Regions from separate parts of the Mus musculus genome. Here regions 1, 3, 4 and 5 are each linked to region 2. A link is a contact called in public Hi-C and promoter capture Hi-C data. All regions are on one chromosome and are shown on one strand. Each heading gives the region's core, a stretch centred on a gene start, on an enhancer-like site or on the middle of the called end of the contact. The rest is flanking DNA. Distances are from core to core; before and after follow the strand shown.

The links. Promoter capture Hi-C pulls out the DNA fragments that hold promoters and counts their contacts. A called contact is a pair of places that touch in the nucleus more often than the background predicts.
Region 1: a contact with region 2 is called in a promoter capture Hi-C map of liver, with 1.7 times the contacts expected there. The contact joins the enhancer-like site here to the promoter of Ndufb4 in region 2. A contact is called at or near these places in 4 of 39 promoter capture datasets (the 3T3-L1 cell line, hippocampal neurons and liver), 4 of 115 datasets of contacts at active chromatin or transcription factors (embryonic stem cells and trophoblast stem cells) and 2 of 9 other capture datasets (adipose tissue and embryonic stem cells).
Region 3: a contact with region 2 is called in a Hi-C map of muscle stem cells, with 2.8 times the contacts expected there. The contact joins the enhancer-like site here to the promoter of Ndufb4 in region 2. A contact is called at or near these places in 7 of 39 promoter capture datasets (the 3T3-L1 cell line, embryonic stem cells, hippocampal neurons and 3 more), 3 of 484 Hi-C or Micro-C datasets (cerebellum, muscle stem cells and myocytes), 7 of 115 datasets of contacts at active chromatin or transcription factors (acute myeloid leukemia, embryonic stem cells, stem cell-derived neural progenitor cells and 1 more) and 1 of 9 other capture datasets (adipose tissue).
Region 4: a promoter capture Hi-C map of hippocampal neurons shows a contact between it and region 2, with 2.3 times the contacts expected there. The contact joins the enhancer-like site here to the promoter of Ndufb4 in region 2. A contact is called at or near these places in 5 of 39 promoter capture datasets (the 3T3-L1 cell line, embryonic stem cells, hippocampal neurons and 1 more), 4 of 115 datasets of contacts at active chromatin or transcription factors (embryonic forebrain and embryonic stem cells) and 1 of 9 other capture datasets (adipose tissue).
Region 5: a contact with region 2 is called in a Hi-C map of muscle stem cells, with 2.8 times the contacts expected there. The contact joins the enhancer-like site here to the promoter of Ndufb4 in region 2. A contact is called at or near these places in 3 of 39 promoter capture datasets (embryonic stem cells, frontonasal cranial neural crest and hippocampal neurons), 4 of 484 Hi-C or Micro-C datasets (cerebral cortex, embryonic stem cells and muscle stem cells), 2 of 115 datasets of contacts at active chromatin or transcription factors (bone marrow-derived macrophages and embryonic stem cells) and 2 of 9 other capture datasets (adipose tissue and liver).

What each region holds. Positions count from the first base shown.
Region 1 is chr16:37,501,943-37,505,115 of GRCm38.p6, forward strand. No RefSeq gene overlaps it. Among named protein-coding and RNA genes, the nearest start is that of Gtf2e1, 36 kb to the right of the region's middle. Within about 2 kb of position 1,844, at least 2 of the 459 cell types and tissues checked have an H3K27ac peak or open chromatin away from gene starts, as enhancers often do. A contact at or near this core is called in liver, where this site is marked.
Region 2 is chr16:37,652,637-37,655,742 of GRCm38.p6, forward strand. It overlaps Ndufb4 (NADH:ubiquinone oxidoreductase subunit B4), which reads right to left and starts at 1,732. Exons shown (of 3, transcript NM_026610.1): 1 at 1,544-1,732. The coding sequence starts at 1,723.
Region 3 is chr16:37,439,327-37,442,136 of GRCm38.p6, forward strand. No RefSeq gene overlaps it. Among named protein-coding and RNA genes, the nearest start is that of Stxbp5l, 56 kb to the left of the region's middle. Within about 2 kb of position 1,400, at least 66 of the 459 cell types and tissues checked have an H3K27ac peak or open chromatin away from gene starts, as enhancers often do. A contact at or near this core is called in adipose tissue, cerebellum, hippocampal neurons and 3 more, where this site is marked.
Region 4 is chr16:37,460,263-37,463,210 of GRCm38.p6, forward strand. No RefSeq gene overlaps it. Among named protein-coding and RNA genes, the nearest start is that of Stxbp5l, 77 kb to the left of the region's middle. Within about 2 kb of position 1,504, at least 7 of the 459 cell types and tissues checked have an H3K27ac peak or open chromatin away from gene starts, as enhancers often do. A contact at or near this core is called in hippocampal neurons, where this site is marked.
Region 5 is chr16:37,787,118-37,789,891 of GRCm38.p6, forward strand. The region is part of intron 2 of Fstl1 (follistatin-like 1); the gene reads left to right. Among named protein-coding and RNA genes, the nearest start is that of Fstl1, 11 kb to the left of the region's middle. Within about 2 kb of position 1,499, at least 194 of the 459 cell types and tissues checked have an H3K27ac peak or open chromatin away from gene starts, as enhancers often do. A contact at or near this core is called in adipose tissue, cerebral cortex, embryonic stem cells and 2 more, where this site is marked.

The sequences.
Region 1 (3,173 bases), core at 594-3,093, 150 kb before region 2:
AAAAATCCTCCTGAGTAAGGTAACTAAGTCTCCTGGGGATTTAACCATCCTGAGGGCAGGTCCCACGTCCAGCAGTAGTGGCTGACCCAGAATGAACTCAATGGCATCTTTGGAGGCTGTTTGTCTCATAATGCTTTTCAGGGCTTTAAAAAAAAGTATTATTATCTTTTTAACCTCACAGGCCCTTTGCATATATATTCTGACTCCCAGTTTTGCTTTTCTGGCGTCCAGCGCGTACGAACCTGCGCGCCCTGCATTTAGCTGGGTTTTTTGTGCTTTTACTTCGGCTCCAGTTGTTCTGTTGCCTTGTCCTACCCAGCTTGTTTCTGTTTTATCTTATTTTAGTATTATTCTTTAGATGCCTATTTGTTTTCTAATGAGAGAAAGAAAGGGTGTGGATCAAGATGGCAGGGGAGGTGGGAAAGGGCTTGGAGGAGTTGGAGGAAGGGGAACCATAACCAGGATATATTGTACGAATGGTATGAAGAAAATCTATCTTCAATAAAAAAAAAAAAAGAAGAAGAAGAAGAAGAGGAGGAGGAATGTTTAGAGAAAGTAAATCCATACACTAGAAGATGCAGGGGTTGGTGGGAAGGCAGAACTAGAAAAGCCTGCTAAGTCCTGGCCTTCCTTTTGGACAGGAACAGCACAACAAACCCGAGTAGTGGTGGTTACAACTACTCTCAATATATCAGACGCCACTGAAATGCTCACTCTCGAACAACTAATGCCATGGGAATTTTACCATTAAAAAAAAAAATTACGCTGACCCCGTGACTCAGCTGACTGCCACGCTGCTCTTTCTCCTTCCCTTCCTTGTAACCGATGGAAAGGGGGGACCAGCCATGAGCATCTGCAGAAACTATGTGCCAGGACAAGGCAACGCAAGTATCAAGACAGACAGAAGGATCTGCATCTTGGACACCATGAAGACGAGTACATGAACCGCCCACTTCATTGTAAGAAAACTTAAATTCTTAGTGGAGTTTTATAAAACTAAGGAGGTTGAAAGGAAGGGCTGAGCATGTAGGTCAGCGATAGAAGAGTGGTTTAACATGCATCAGGCCCAGGCGGCAATCCCCCAGTGCCGTAAAAAAAAGTACAAACACTAAATAAAGCACAAACGTGAAGGAAGAAATAGCCCACCCTTTGTTCTTTACACATTTTTCTCCTTAAAGAATGATGTTAACATGCATGAAATAACTTCATGGGCAAGGCTTAGTTTAGATGCATTGCTTTGAGGGACTTTTGGCTAGGTAGTTTAAACAGTTGCTGGGAAAATGTCCTTTGTAAAAATGTTCTTTAAAAAAAAAAAAAAAAAAAGAGCCGGGCATGGTGGCGCACACCTTTAATCCCAGCACTCGGGAGGCAGAGGCAGGTGGATTTCTGAGTTTGAGGCCAGCCTGGTCTACAGAGTGAGTTCCAGGACAGCCAGGGTAACACAGAGAAACCGTGTCTCAAAAAACCAAAAGAAAGAAAGAAAGAAAGAAAGAAAGAGAGAGAGAGAGAGAGAGAGAGAGAGAGAGAGAGAGAGAGAGAGAGAGAGAGAAAGAAAGAATTTTTAAAAAAACTAAAAAAAAAAAAAAAAAAAAAACCAAAGCTGTAGATAGAAACCACAAATTAGTACCACAGACATTAGTTATACAGACAGAAGAAAGATGACAGAAGAAAAAAATGCCCCTTTCATAGCTTATTTGTGGTCTGGAAACACGGCCATATACTTGTTCAGCTAATACACACTGATGGCAACTATCTCCGTGCCGGGCCGTAAGCCTGGGAAGGGAACCAGGCACTACAGTAAGCCAGCAGGTGGCCTTGACTCTTGTGGAGTGGGGTGAAGGTTCATGGTAAGCCCAGAAACAATTTAACTTACAGTATGGACTAGACTAACACAAGCACATCAGCACACGGGACTTCCAGCTGCCTCGGCTTAGTTCCTGCCTCTCGGCTTCTCTACTCCTGGCGTGGCTTCCTTTACTTCCAAGAACTCAGGCCCTTGCCTACTACTGTGCCAGTGAACTAGTTAAACTTGTTAGGTTCTTATCAACAGTTCTAGCAGCTTCCCTCAGGAAAGAAACCAAGAACCCCACCCCAACCTCCTCGTCTCACCCAAAAGGGAAAATCAGAAGCAAAGTCTATTATGGTTTCCAAGAATACCGAGTCAACACACAAAACTGAAGCTGACTTTCCTGTGAAACTAAATTTTAAAAAGATACCCTTGACAATGTTTATCCACAGAACTCCACAAAGCAAGCTACAAATGTGACCTCTTGTAGAGTTTTCAAAGTTCTAATAGCCACTTTAAAAGGAGGGAAAACAGTTAAGATTATTTTAATAGTATTTTTCTTTAACCCAACACATTTATAGTATTTTAAAAAATATAACCAATATAAAATCATCGTGCATAGTAATTCCCATGCTGAGCCTTCCAACCATGAGTATAGTATGTACCACTCAGTTACAGCACATTTTCATTTGGGTCGGATACACCTCAAGTATTCGGCAGCCACACTTAGCCAGTGGCTAACATATATAGACAATGCTGCCCCAATAGTCAATAAATTTCCCTTCCCACAAACATTAAAGCTAATGGCTCCCAGAACCGAAGCTTCAAGATGTCTAGCTGTGCCCCAGAAGCTATATTCCAGCACCCCCTACTGATAGTCTTGGAGACAGAGCCCTAGGCATCATGAATCACAAGTGAGCATAATTATCTGATTAAGAACATAATTAACTAATTTGCAATTCAGTCAGGAACAAAATGATCAGCCTTGGTGCAGAAAAGGTCATACTCTCCTACTGCTAACTCATCTGCCCATCTCTCCATTCAACACTTACTGAGTCTACTCTGCAGTAGAATTAATTCTACATGCTAGCAGCCTGCCCTCTGGTGGCTTATACTCTTTTTTTTGGGGGGGGGAGGGGGTGATGGGCATAAATAAGACATTTAATTCAAACTCTAAATTGCAAGAAACAAACAAGACAGGAAAATATAGAATACACAGGAGAACAGAGAACCAGCTTCTCAGAGGTGCTAATTGTGCTTAAGAAAGAAGTATCAGGCAAGAATGGCCAAGTGTCTTATACAGAGACTGTAACTTGACAGTGACCCACGGCAGGCAAAAAGATGGTCTATTCAAGCTAAGAGTTTCCAACAGTAAGAAGAAGCGGGT
Region 2 (3,106 bases), core at 482-2,981:
TGAGCAGTTATTTTTGACCTAATTAGTTACCCCTAAAGACTAGACAAAGGGTGCACAAGTTTTGGCTGGTAAACGATTAATGGGGCAGCTAAGGAGGCAGGTGTCTCTATTTCTATTAGAGATGCGAAATGGAAACTTCCCTGGGTTACAGAGATCAAAAAACAGACGACTGGGGGTTCAAACTTCACATCTGACTGAGGCCTTACTCTAGTTACTTTTAAAAAGTTAAACAAACAAACAGGCCCCGTGTTGTGGTTCATGCCTTTAATGTGAGCACTCACAAAGCGGAGGCAGGTTGATCTCTGTGAGTTCAAGGCCAGCCTGTTCTACATACTGATTTCCAGGACAGCCAGGGCTGCTGTATATTCAGACCCTGTCTGAAAAAAAAAAAAAAATAGTAACAATCCCATGCTATCTAGCTTATAGTATAGAACAGGTGTATCTCTTTCACCATGTAAACAAAGGTCTGCTTGAGGATACTCTATCTGTGCAGAAGGTAATATAAGTCACACAGACTAGGGTGTGTGACCTGTTTCTGGGTGTCACTGTCCATACAGTCTCATCTAGAAAGCCAAGAGACTAACACAGTAACCTCTGTGAATGACTGCGACATTTAATTTTTTTAAATGTCTTTCAGACCAGGCATGGGTTTCAAGTGGCAGTAACCCCAGTATGTGAGGCTGTGGCTGGAGGACCTGGCATTCTGAGCCACCTGGAGACTAGCATTGAACCTGACCACTTTGTGTAACTTTCCCTTGGTTGTTCTAACTTTCAAAAATGATAGAGAATATGTATGCAATTGTTGGAAAATCTTTATTTAAAAAAAAATCCCATTTGAGATATTTAGACAGCTTTTACAGAAGAAACTGTCTAAAAGCACACTTGCCAAAATATTTTTTTAGTGATGTATGTTACATACATAGTAATGCTACGTACTTTCTTGTTTGATTTCACAAATCTGACGGATGCACACCATTTTCCACGAGAACACAAAAAAGCTATGGTTTGAGAGGGATTACGTAAATTGCCCAGGGATCATAGTTGGTTATTATATGGGGCCATGAGGTCTGCTTCCAAAGCCGAATGCATCAAAGCCTCAGCTTCTATAACACACTTCATTTGAACAACCCCTATTCTCAAGAGAAAGAAAGAAGTGTCCTTGAGAGTTAGGAGCTGAATGGCACAAAACAGCTTTTTATGCAGTACACTTGGGAGAACCGGGCTTGAGCACGCCCTTTTCGAGGAAGATACTGTGCTAGATTAGTCAGTCATGTGTTAATCTGCCTCAAAAGATATGAAGGACCATATTATGGCCATGTTTCAGACAAGAAAGCCGAGACTATGCAGAGTGGAACAAGTTTCTCTAAACCAAGGGGGAAGCCGTCCGATCCCTTTGACCACTGAGCCGAAGGCCGAAGTTGAAGGGCCAAGGGCTGTGCGGCTCGGGGCCGGTGTCCAGCACACGGAGGGAGCTGGGCGGCCCCGCGTGTGCCCACGCGAGATGCGGCTGCCCCGGCCCACAGTCCCGCCCGGCCCCACTCACGATGTGCGACACGCGTTTGGGGTCGTTGTACTGAAGCAGATACTCCCGTTTAAGCCGGGCCCTTATGCTCAAGCGCTCGACCTGCGCCCTTCTGGTCTCCGGAGACACGTCATACTCGGCAGGGTCGAGGGTACTGGGGAGAGTGGCCAGGGGCGCAGGCTTATACTTGGAACCCGACATCTTGACTCCCGGCGCACATCTGCGCCTGCGCGGATATGAGGGCTGCCCTCTCGAGTCTGACCTTCAGGCTCAGGAAGTGCGCCTGCGCGCGCACAAGGCGCTCTGGCAGGAAGGGGCGGGAGAGGGGTGGGGTTCGAGGCTGGGTGGAGCCTTTGCCAATCCTCCTTCACGCCCTCGTCCCGCGTATTCTGCGCGTGCGCACTGCTTCTCGTTTTGCCTCCTCTTGTCTGGTGGTAAACTCCTTTTCTCTCTGTGCTACTACTTGTTTGCAGAACTGATTTCCTGAAGTTGAGTAGACTAGAGGAGACTGGGAAACTGGGTTGTCTGTGACTCCTGAAGTCCTACAGTCCAGGGTGGGTTCTTCCAACCTGGGTGACCTTGTCATTAGTCAAGGTCATTAGTGTCTCCCAAATTTCCTTTTTCTTACCCTGGAGAAATGACCTTGACTCTGCACTCCTAGCAAGGTTGTTGGAATTAAATGAGACATTGAAAACAATGAAATTGCTTTTCAAACATTTCCCTAGCTACGCCCCACCCCAAACAAAAAAGAGAATAAGCTTTCTAAAGGTTACCACTTTAGGACCAATCCACTGTTAACCCCAAAGATGGGAGGAGAAAGACCACCGACTCAGATCATCTCGTCCAGATTAATTAAAGTCAGGTTTTTATTCCTGTACACGAGCTGCCTCCCCCTGCCTCCTCCTAAGGCAAGGTTCATTGGATGTGAGGAAGGCTTTTATAGCTCAGAGGTAGAGGAGTTCTAAATGGGGGATTTGTGGCAAAATAGGAGTTACAGGAGCAGAATATAGGCATAATAAGTTAGTCTCCTGAAACAAAGACACAAAGGCAGTCATAACAGCAGGTAGTCATACAAGGTACCCATACAAACCTTTTGCAAGATAAACATTAACTTTTTGAAACAAAAATGTGAGTGCTATTCCTGGAACAGGCAGTACAGAACCATTTGTAGTTAAGGTTACAGGTGGGGCATAGCCCAATCTTTGATTAATTAACAGCTTTAATTCATCAAGTTAATTTGTTTAACTTAGTTTGTCTTTACTATCAGATGGCTTTTAAACCTAAGATGGAGGCAGACTGGTTCTTCACCACCTAAGTATAAGCTTATCTTTTGAAGACATAAAATACTGTTTAAAAGGAGAGTGGGGTTACAGAGCAAGTTTTACCTGGCTGTAGTAGATCAGAAAATAATAAAGAATGAAACTCCTGAGTAAATACCTTAGTGAAAATGCAAACAAAACAAAACAAAAACACCTCTCTTAAATCCTCAGCACTCCTCAGGTGCTGAAAGTAAAAGACATCCTTTCAGATAGGAAAGTAACAAGCAGAATAACAGTGCATTCCCGCAAACCCTTGGGAGGCTGA
Region 3 (2,810 bases), core at 150-2,649, 210 kb before region 2:
CTGTTAGGATCTAAACCTTGAGTTGAGTGCCTTTTTCTTCTGACAGCATATAGCCTCTTCTCCAGACAGCAACTGGTGAAGTTCAGACTCCAGGGGGGGCTCCTATACCTGCTTGCCTATCTGAAAGAAAGCCCCTTCCAATTCTGAAGTAACTTCTATCTGAAGAAAAGCCCTAAAATGATCCCAAGGTACTTTTATGCCATCTCTCTTCAGAGAACTGGAAAATAAACTTGTGTGCTGGAAAGGTTCCCTGTTACATATTATCATTTCATTTCAAAGTAGCTCTCAGTCTTGACTATTAGATTAGATTTTCCCAGGCTGACTTCAATGAAACCAATATATCCCAGACCAATTAAACCAGAATTTCTAAGAATAGGGCCTAAGGAGATTTTCTTTTTCAAGCTCCCAGATGATTCCAGTGTGAAGGCTGTGTTGAAAACCACTGGCTCAGGGCTTGTTTCGTTTCTAGCCTCAATGCAGAATTTAACTATAACTCCCAGACTTCTCTAGATTAGACTCAGGACTACTTAACAGTTCTATTGACCTTCATTGAGAGATATATCTCTTCCTGTTCTGGCTTATCTCTGTTGTGGAGTGTCCCTGATTTCTCTCAATGTTCATCTCCCTGATGAACATTGAGAGGTGTTCCTTCCTCTCTGGCTCATGGCCTCAGGTTAAGAAACAAGTTTCAGTCAAGTGAGTCTAAGGGAAAGTTATGCATTCTGTCCCACTAGATCATCATTTCTACAACTAAGGGGTCATTGAATAGGAATGGTCCACATAGAGCCATGTGTTTTGAATGCATGGTCACAGAGAGTGGCACATTTAGGAGGTGTGGACTTATTGGAGAAGGTGTGGCCTTGTTGGAGGAAGTGTGTCACTGTGGGGGTGGGTTGTGAAGTCTCCTATGCTCAGGTTCCACCTAATGTGGAATGAGAGCCTCCTCCTGCTGCCTATGGATCAAGATGTAGAAGTCTCCTCCAGCACCAGGTCTGCCTGCACTCTGCTGTGCTTCCCACTATGATGATAATGGACTAAACCTCTGAAACTATAAATCAGCTCCAAACTAAAACTAAATTTTGCCTTTATAAGAGTTGCCTTGGTCATGGAGTCTCTTCACAGCCATGAAACCATAACAAAAGCAGGGTCCCTTTGGCTTTAAGATGTAGCCTTCACCAAATTTAAGCTTCTTCCTTAGAGCTGGGTCTTTGTAGTTCCTTCTTTATGTCTGGCCTGCTCTCCAGCCCCATCTCTCCGTGAGCTGTTTTGGGAGAGGAAGAAGGGAGCTGAGAACATGTGAGCACAGAGAGAGAAGGCTTTCAGGTTAAGAGGAGATAGACATACACCGCGCACCGCTGAAACACAAGACTTGGTTTCAGTTCTGCCTTTTCCCTGATTGGAGGAGACTGTGGGTATGGTGACTGGACAGGCTCGAAAAGACTGAGCTGATCGGCCTGCCCTCGGGTCAGCAGCAGAATGGAGAACGGAGGAATCTCGTGACTCAGAGGTCTTAGAGGCAGTGAAGGAGAGATGAGGCTCAGAGCAGGTAAGCGTGCCAGTGTCGCAGTCTACTGACTCAGGCAGAGCCGATTTCTCCTCAAATTAACCAGCTAACGCCTGTGGATGAAGCAGCCCACACAAGTGTTGGCTCTAGCCAAGCTGCTCATTTGTCAGCACTGAAGTGACATCATGTAAATTCCCAGGCAGATGCCAAACTTGAGGAAAATCATGAATCACTCCGTCTGTTGGCAGACACAGCTGCCGGATGACCTCTAAGGCCCTTTCTGGCTTTTTTTTTTTTTTCTTCTTCTTTTTTTAAGTAACTTTGAGAATTTGCACACTGTGTTTTGATCAGATTTATGTTCTCCCCAACTCCTCTTAGATCCATCCCTTCTTCCTTACCCACTCAACCGTATATTCTTTATTTTTTTTAACCCATCAACTACATTCGTTCTGTCTACATACTCTTGGTCGTATGGCTTTCTATTGGAGAGTATTGATCTACCAAGAGGCACATATGCAAAGAAAACGCTCCATTAGCCAGACACTTTCAGTTGTCAATAACACCTCCACTGGGGGCGAGACTTCCTGTCTACCTCACCCCTTCATGATGGGGTTCTTTTTGGCTTGAACTTGTGACAACCTTGCGTGTGCTGTCACAACTGCTGTGAGTTCATATGCACAACAGCCCTGCAATGTCCAGAAGAAACTGTTTCCTTAAAGTCATCCACAGCCTCTGGCTCTTATAATCTCTCTGCCTCTTCTTCTGCAATGATTCCTAAACCTTAGGAGGAAGAAGAACATAGATGTCCCATTTTGGACTTATAATTCTAATCTTCTATTCTCTGCACTTTAATTTCTTGGTCTCTGTGTGAGTCACTACCTACTCCAAAAGATTTTCTGACACAGACTGAAAGATGTGCTAATTATATTATATTATGGGTATGATGATAAGTCCCCAGAAGTCTGTTGAATACTGTGCCCATTTAGCAAAGTAATAGTAGCAGAATCTCCCCTAGGGCCTATGACCTTTCCAGGTACCCGTTCTTGACCCTGATAACAATGCCAGCTATGGAATTGTGGAACAGGCCTTAATTCAAGTCAGAAAGCAGTCGGCTATTCCTGTACCATTTATGCCACTCTTGCCCCAGTGGGCATGTCTTGCCAGGCTGATCATTACTGGTTCAAAAGGTTCACAGCTGGATCTGGATAAGACTGATATAATTTTCTCTTCCAGTAGTGTGCATAGAACTTTCTAGCCCTATGAAAGGGAGCCAGTAGGCATGAACCTTACAGGTAAACACCAAGAT
Region 4 (2,948 bases), core at 254-2,753, 190 kb before region 2:
GAGCTGGGAGTCTGGCAGTGGTGGCATTTGCCTTTAATCCCAGTACTTGTGGGGCAGAGGTAGGCAGATCTCTGAGGTCAAGGCCACTCTGGTCTACAAACTGGGTTCTAAGACAGCCAAGGCTATGCTGAGAAACCCTGTCTCAAAAAACAAACAGCAGAAGGGGGGAGGAGGAAGGGAGCGGGGAGGGGGAGAAGGAGGAGGAGGAGGAGGAGGAAGAGGAGGGGGAGGTGGAGGGGGAGGAGGAGGAGGGGGAGGGGAGGAAGGGGAGGGGGAGGAGGAGGGGGAGGAGGGGGAGGGGGAGGAGGAGGAGGAGGAGGAGAAGACCTGGGAAGCCAGTCATGGGATGTATAACCTACTATAACCCAGCACCTGAAAGGCTGAGGCAAAAGAATCCTGAGTTCAAAGCTAGCCTGCACAATACACAAACTCAAGGGCAGTCTGAGCCACATAGAAATACCTTGTCTCAGAAACCAAACAAACAAACAAAAAACCCACAAGAATATAGACTGGGGATATAGTTCAGTGACAGAGAGCTTGCAAGCATTCAAGGACTTGGGTTTGGCCCACAGCCCTGGAGAGGGAGGGGATGAAGAGCTTAAAGTGCTGATGGACCAGAGAGTTTCCAAAGGAAAGAGCATCCTTCCCTGGTGGAAGGGTATGGAGTCAAGGACAGAGAGGCCAGGCCTCTGAGTGAGGGTACCCCAGGCTACCTTCTACTCAATTTCTTACTACTATAGAATAAATCTGAATGGAAGCTGCTTCATTGGTGAGTGGAATTCCCAGGAGCTATGTTAACTGGTCATTTATACATTTAGCTGAGAGCAAGGTGAAATATGATCTATATATCTGCTTTTTTGTTTGGTTGGCTTGGGTTTGTTTTTGTTTTTGAAGCAACTGTGTGAAGTCCATGCCCACAGTAGCTACTTGAGATCATTGCAGGTCCGAGCCTGCTGGCTTGTGTTGAGTCTTACAAGGATCTGCATCAGATAGAACAAGGACCTCCACCTTCTGCTTTTCCCTTCAGCTTCACAGCCTCTTGGCCTCAGACCTGTATACCTGGACAGCTCTCTAATCAAACAGCCCTCAACCTAGACCTCTTAAAAATGTCACAGTGCCCATGGAAGCCTACGTAGGCAGATTCTACTATAAAACTAGTCATTCATTTAACACATGTTTAGCTTCTATTTTGATCTGGGATGGCATCACCCACACACAAAGAAAGGTACAGAGAACAGTGAGCCAATGAATAGAGAGAAGGGTGGAAAGAAAATAATTAAAAAGGACTAAAGAGATGCAGGCTGTTAAAGATGCCACAGAGCATTTAAGGTTGCATCTGTCTTTATAAGCTCGCTCCTGTTTACAGCGGAAAAGACAATTAGATGTGTAGGCTACTCAATCCTAATTTCTGAACTCAGGAAGGAATTAATGCCTCTGCAGAAAAGAGTTTTACTGTGTTTTCTCTACATCAATCCAGCATGAACACAGCACATGTCTATTAAGGCAGGGAGGGGAAGGGAGAGGGAGGCCATGATTACTGCCAGCACAGGCTCAGTAGACAGTAACAGGAAAGAATTTTACTGGCAGAAATTAGAAATTGTTCTTTCTCACTCCACCAACACATAAGTAATAATGCGGAGCTACCTTCTGCTGCTTCGCATGCTGCAATACAAAAAGAAAAAAGAAAAGAAAAGAAAAGATGCCTCAAGGGACAGAAGTAGAACCCAAGTACAATAAAACTATACTACCCCACCCTGAATATCTGGAACAACTGCAAGAAAAAAGAATACTTCTGTTCATACTATCTTTGATCTGGTTTCAATAGCATGTTAGTTGATAGATGAGGCTGAGACATTTGAACCTTTGCAAAATCTTCTAATACCTGGTCATTAGTCATTTGATTAATCCCATTAATCAAAAATCATATACAGACAGACACACATGCACACACACACACACAAACACACACACACTCACACACACAGTGTTTCATGCATGAGACCTGACATCTCAGAAGACACTCACTAGTCTGTGACATGGGTTAAAATGAGACTTTGTTTGGCCAAAGCTTCTGATGCAATAAATGCCAATTACTCACACATCCCAAAGTCAGGTGCTACATCCCCAGAACAGATAGCTGGTTTGTGAACATTAATTGATCATCTATCCCTCTACCACTAAAAATAAGGTGAAGGATGCTGAGGGAGGTTTTGCCTTGATTTGTTTATGCTGAGAATTAAACCAGGGATGTCATGCGTGCTACCTAGTGATCTGCCACTGAGTTGGCTGGTTTTAGAGATTTTATTTTGTTTTAAATGTAGAGTAAGTTGCACGACTGAGATGGTATTTTCCTTCCCTCCATCATGGCCACTTTCTACCAATATGGCACCTCCAGTGTAGCAAGAAGAATATCCAAAAGACACCAGAAAGTTCTGGATGTCTCCAGGATAAATAGGAGAAAATCTTTAGGCTGCCTGGAGTAGTTTGAGGCAGCAGAGCGCTGTAGCTGTGGGTAATTGGAGACCTGCTAACAACAAAGCAGAGATGCATGTTAGAGCATTGCAGGAGATCTCAGAGGGTTCAGAAGAAATTGTGACCCGATGAAGAATGTTCAAGTGAACACCCCTCAGACTGATTTTTGAGGAGCCTCCAAAGTACCCCACCACAAGGTTTCTTTGCCTCTCGGCCACAACCAGAGGAAATGAGGGTCCACACACATTAATTCTTGTTATACTTTTCTGTCCCACACCTCTCCTGGCTCCCTTGTTTCAGTACTGAAGGAACCAGAAAGCCCAGTGAGAGGAGCAGAAGACAAGGAAAGAACCCACATGCTCCCACCCACGTCCAAGCACAGCAAGCTTTCACTTGAAGCAAGTCCAAGTTGAGGGAAAGAAGAAGATGTATCTTTGAATGAAGTTCAGGCTTCTTACTTACAGCGGCCTAGCTAT
Region 5 (2,774 bases), core at 249-2,748, 130 kb after region 2:
AGCAAAATTACAGTTACAAAGAAACAGTGAAATAATTTTATGATGGGGGGGGTCACTACAATATGAGGAACTATTATATTAAGGGGTCCCAGCGTTAGAAACATTGAGAACCTCTGGTCTAATAGGAGAAGTAGGCAGGGAAGGTCATGGCCTCAGAACTGTCCAGTGTGAGAAACAGTGGATCATGGCTGAGAATCTACCCTGTGCAGAGGTCCAGGAAAGTCTGTCAGAGGAAGTAGCCTGCGGCTGAACTTGGAAAGGGACCTACAGTGTAGCATAGGCAGAAAAGAGAGCTTCTATTTAATCCTCAAAAAGTGACAAGTAACTATTATAAGGCTCATTTTACCCATGAAGAAACCATTCAGTTACCCTGTATCAGCTACCTAACCAATGGTAGAGCCAGGATGTAAAACCCAGGGTTTGATATCCCCAAGTCAAAGCTCAGTGGTTTGTGCCCTTGGGTCTGATTTCCAGAAGCCAGACTCTGAAAACACACCAACAATGAATGTTGCCTGTAGTATGGCTCCAGCACTGTACAGTCCTAGTCACTAACTATTCAAGGCACATCAGTGCTAAATGGCTCTAGTACCTGACCTGATCCTGCAGCCTCGCCTGCTCCAGCCACATGATCTCCACTTGAATCCAGCCCCAGCTGCCTCTCTGACATGTGCGGAACTGCAGTTATTATTTGGGAATATTGCCAGCTAATGGCCAGAGACTCGGGAGATGTTTTAAGGCAGTTTCTGTGTCCTTGAAACGTATTCACAACTGTTCCATACTATGTAAGACCGAACTGCAAAATGGCTCTAAACTCCAATCTGATTGCTAAATATGGCCGTGTAGTGCACAGATGCCTGCCTGAGGGGGTCAGTTGGGCCAATCCCACCCTGCACTGCACTCATAAAGGCGTGTGCCCTGCCACAGGGCCCCCCTGCCACTCAGAAGAAAAGGCCCTTTTCCCCACCAGCTTAGATTAGCAAAGCTTCCCAAAGCTAACATTACCCCCGAGTCATAAGCCTATTGGACTGTGGCTGCCGTTTCTGTGTCTGTACATTTTAATCAACTGGTTTCATCAGAATCCTGAGGCCCCCTTCAAGAGCTAGTTCTTTTTAATGAACAAGCTAAAATAACACAACTGGAAAATCTTTTTTTTTTTTTTAAACATAGTCCTTCACCCCTACAGTGTGCATCTCTTGGATATTACTCACTTCAATTTGGGTGGGGAACTGTGAGTTCTCAGGGACTAATACGATCATCCTCAGCTCCCCATGATGGATGGATTAACGGAACTTCCCTCGGCCTATAGCAGGAGTCCAGCTCCTGGGACGAAATGTCTTAGATAGAGCCAGCCCCCAGCCTGGAGCCTGTCGGAAGTTGTGTCCTGTGTTTGCATTAGCTGAACAAAGAGCTACAGGCTTTCTCGCCTGGCTCCCCTCCTCCCTCCTTCTCTCCTGCACTGGGAGAGGCCAGCTAAAGTCTAGACAGCAGAGGCTGCTTGGCACCGCGCCTTCACAGCAGCCTGCAGGGCTCTGCAGCCCTGACTCCCTCAGCACTGCTCACTCTGGTTCCTTCCTTACTCATTTCCTGCTTTTCTCAAAGTCAGCCCTGAGTTGTCTTGGGGGGCTAGCATGTACCCACACACGTAAGAAGCAAGTGAGTGAATTATGAGCCTGCCCAGGATTCGGCTGCTTTGTGAGGTTCTGAACTGAGAAGTTACAGCTGGCCACGTGGCTGAGATTACTGTCCTAGCATCAAGCAAGCTCCCTTCATCTTGGGCCAGACAAGGTTGGGATGAATAGCCCAGTGGTACCCCAAGTGTGGACTGAGACAAACATCTAACCCCTCATCCCCCTCAAAAGAGTGGGAGAGACCCGCAATGTAAACTCTATCCCTGTAAGTCCACGCAATTTGGATCATCAAAATATTCTTACTTAGAAGTAGGATATTTGATTAAGCTCTTACGTCAGTTTCCTACCCGTGGGGAGCCATGGGAAAGAGAGGCTGGCCAAGGACCAAGAAAACAGTGTGGAGAAAGGCAAGAGGCCCCTGGGTCCCCCTCTTAGGTACTGAGTGCATCATCGAACTCCGAAGTGCGGTGCCTCAAGTGCCTTTGTGCTCTGCAATCCCAAGTCCTGATTACCCCACAGATATGAGTCATTTGGCAACTGTGCATCAGCACTGGGGTGGGGATGGGGGGGGGCTGGAATATCCCAGATCCCCCTGGGATTTAGGGAGGGATCTACAAACAACAACAGCAATGACAAAATGAAGATCAATCCAAACTCTATGATTTTCATGAGAAAACCGACTTTCTTCCGACTTTTCCTTCAGCTGTAGCATTGCAAAGGGCTTACAAAAATAGCTGTGTGGAAATGGTGTTTGGAATCATTCTCATCTCTCACCGTGTTGCCTGGCCCATGACCAGGATCTAGGAGCTCCTGAACAGGTGTTGATGAACGTCCTGCCTCCATCCCCTGTCCCTGATCTGGCAGTCGGCTGCATCAGGCACTGGTCTTTGTCTTTGTCATCAACACTGAGATCCAGTGACCTTTGTAAGCAAGCCAAGGCTAGCCTGGAGGCTTCAGCCCACTGGTGTGCTTGGTGCCATGTCCTGACTCCAAGCCCTAGTAGATAGCCAGGTAAATTGCCCTGACTTCTGGTCATGAATAGGAGCTAGCCATGCAATGTCTGTGTCCTTCCTAATAGAAGTTCTTGTACAGGTTAGAACTGGACACATGTATGTACACACATCTGCACATCTACACGCATGCACA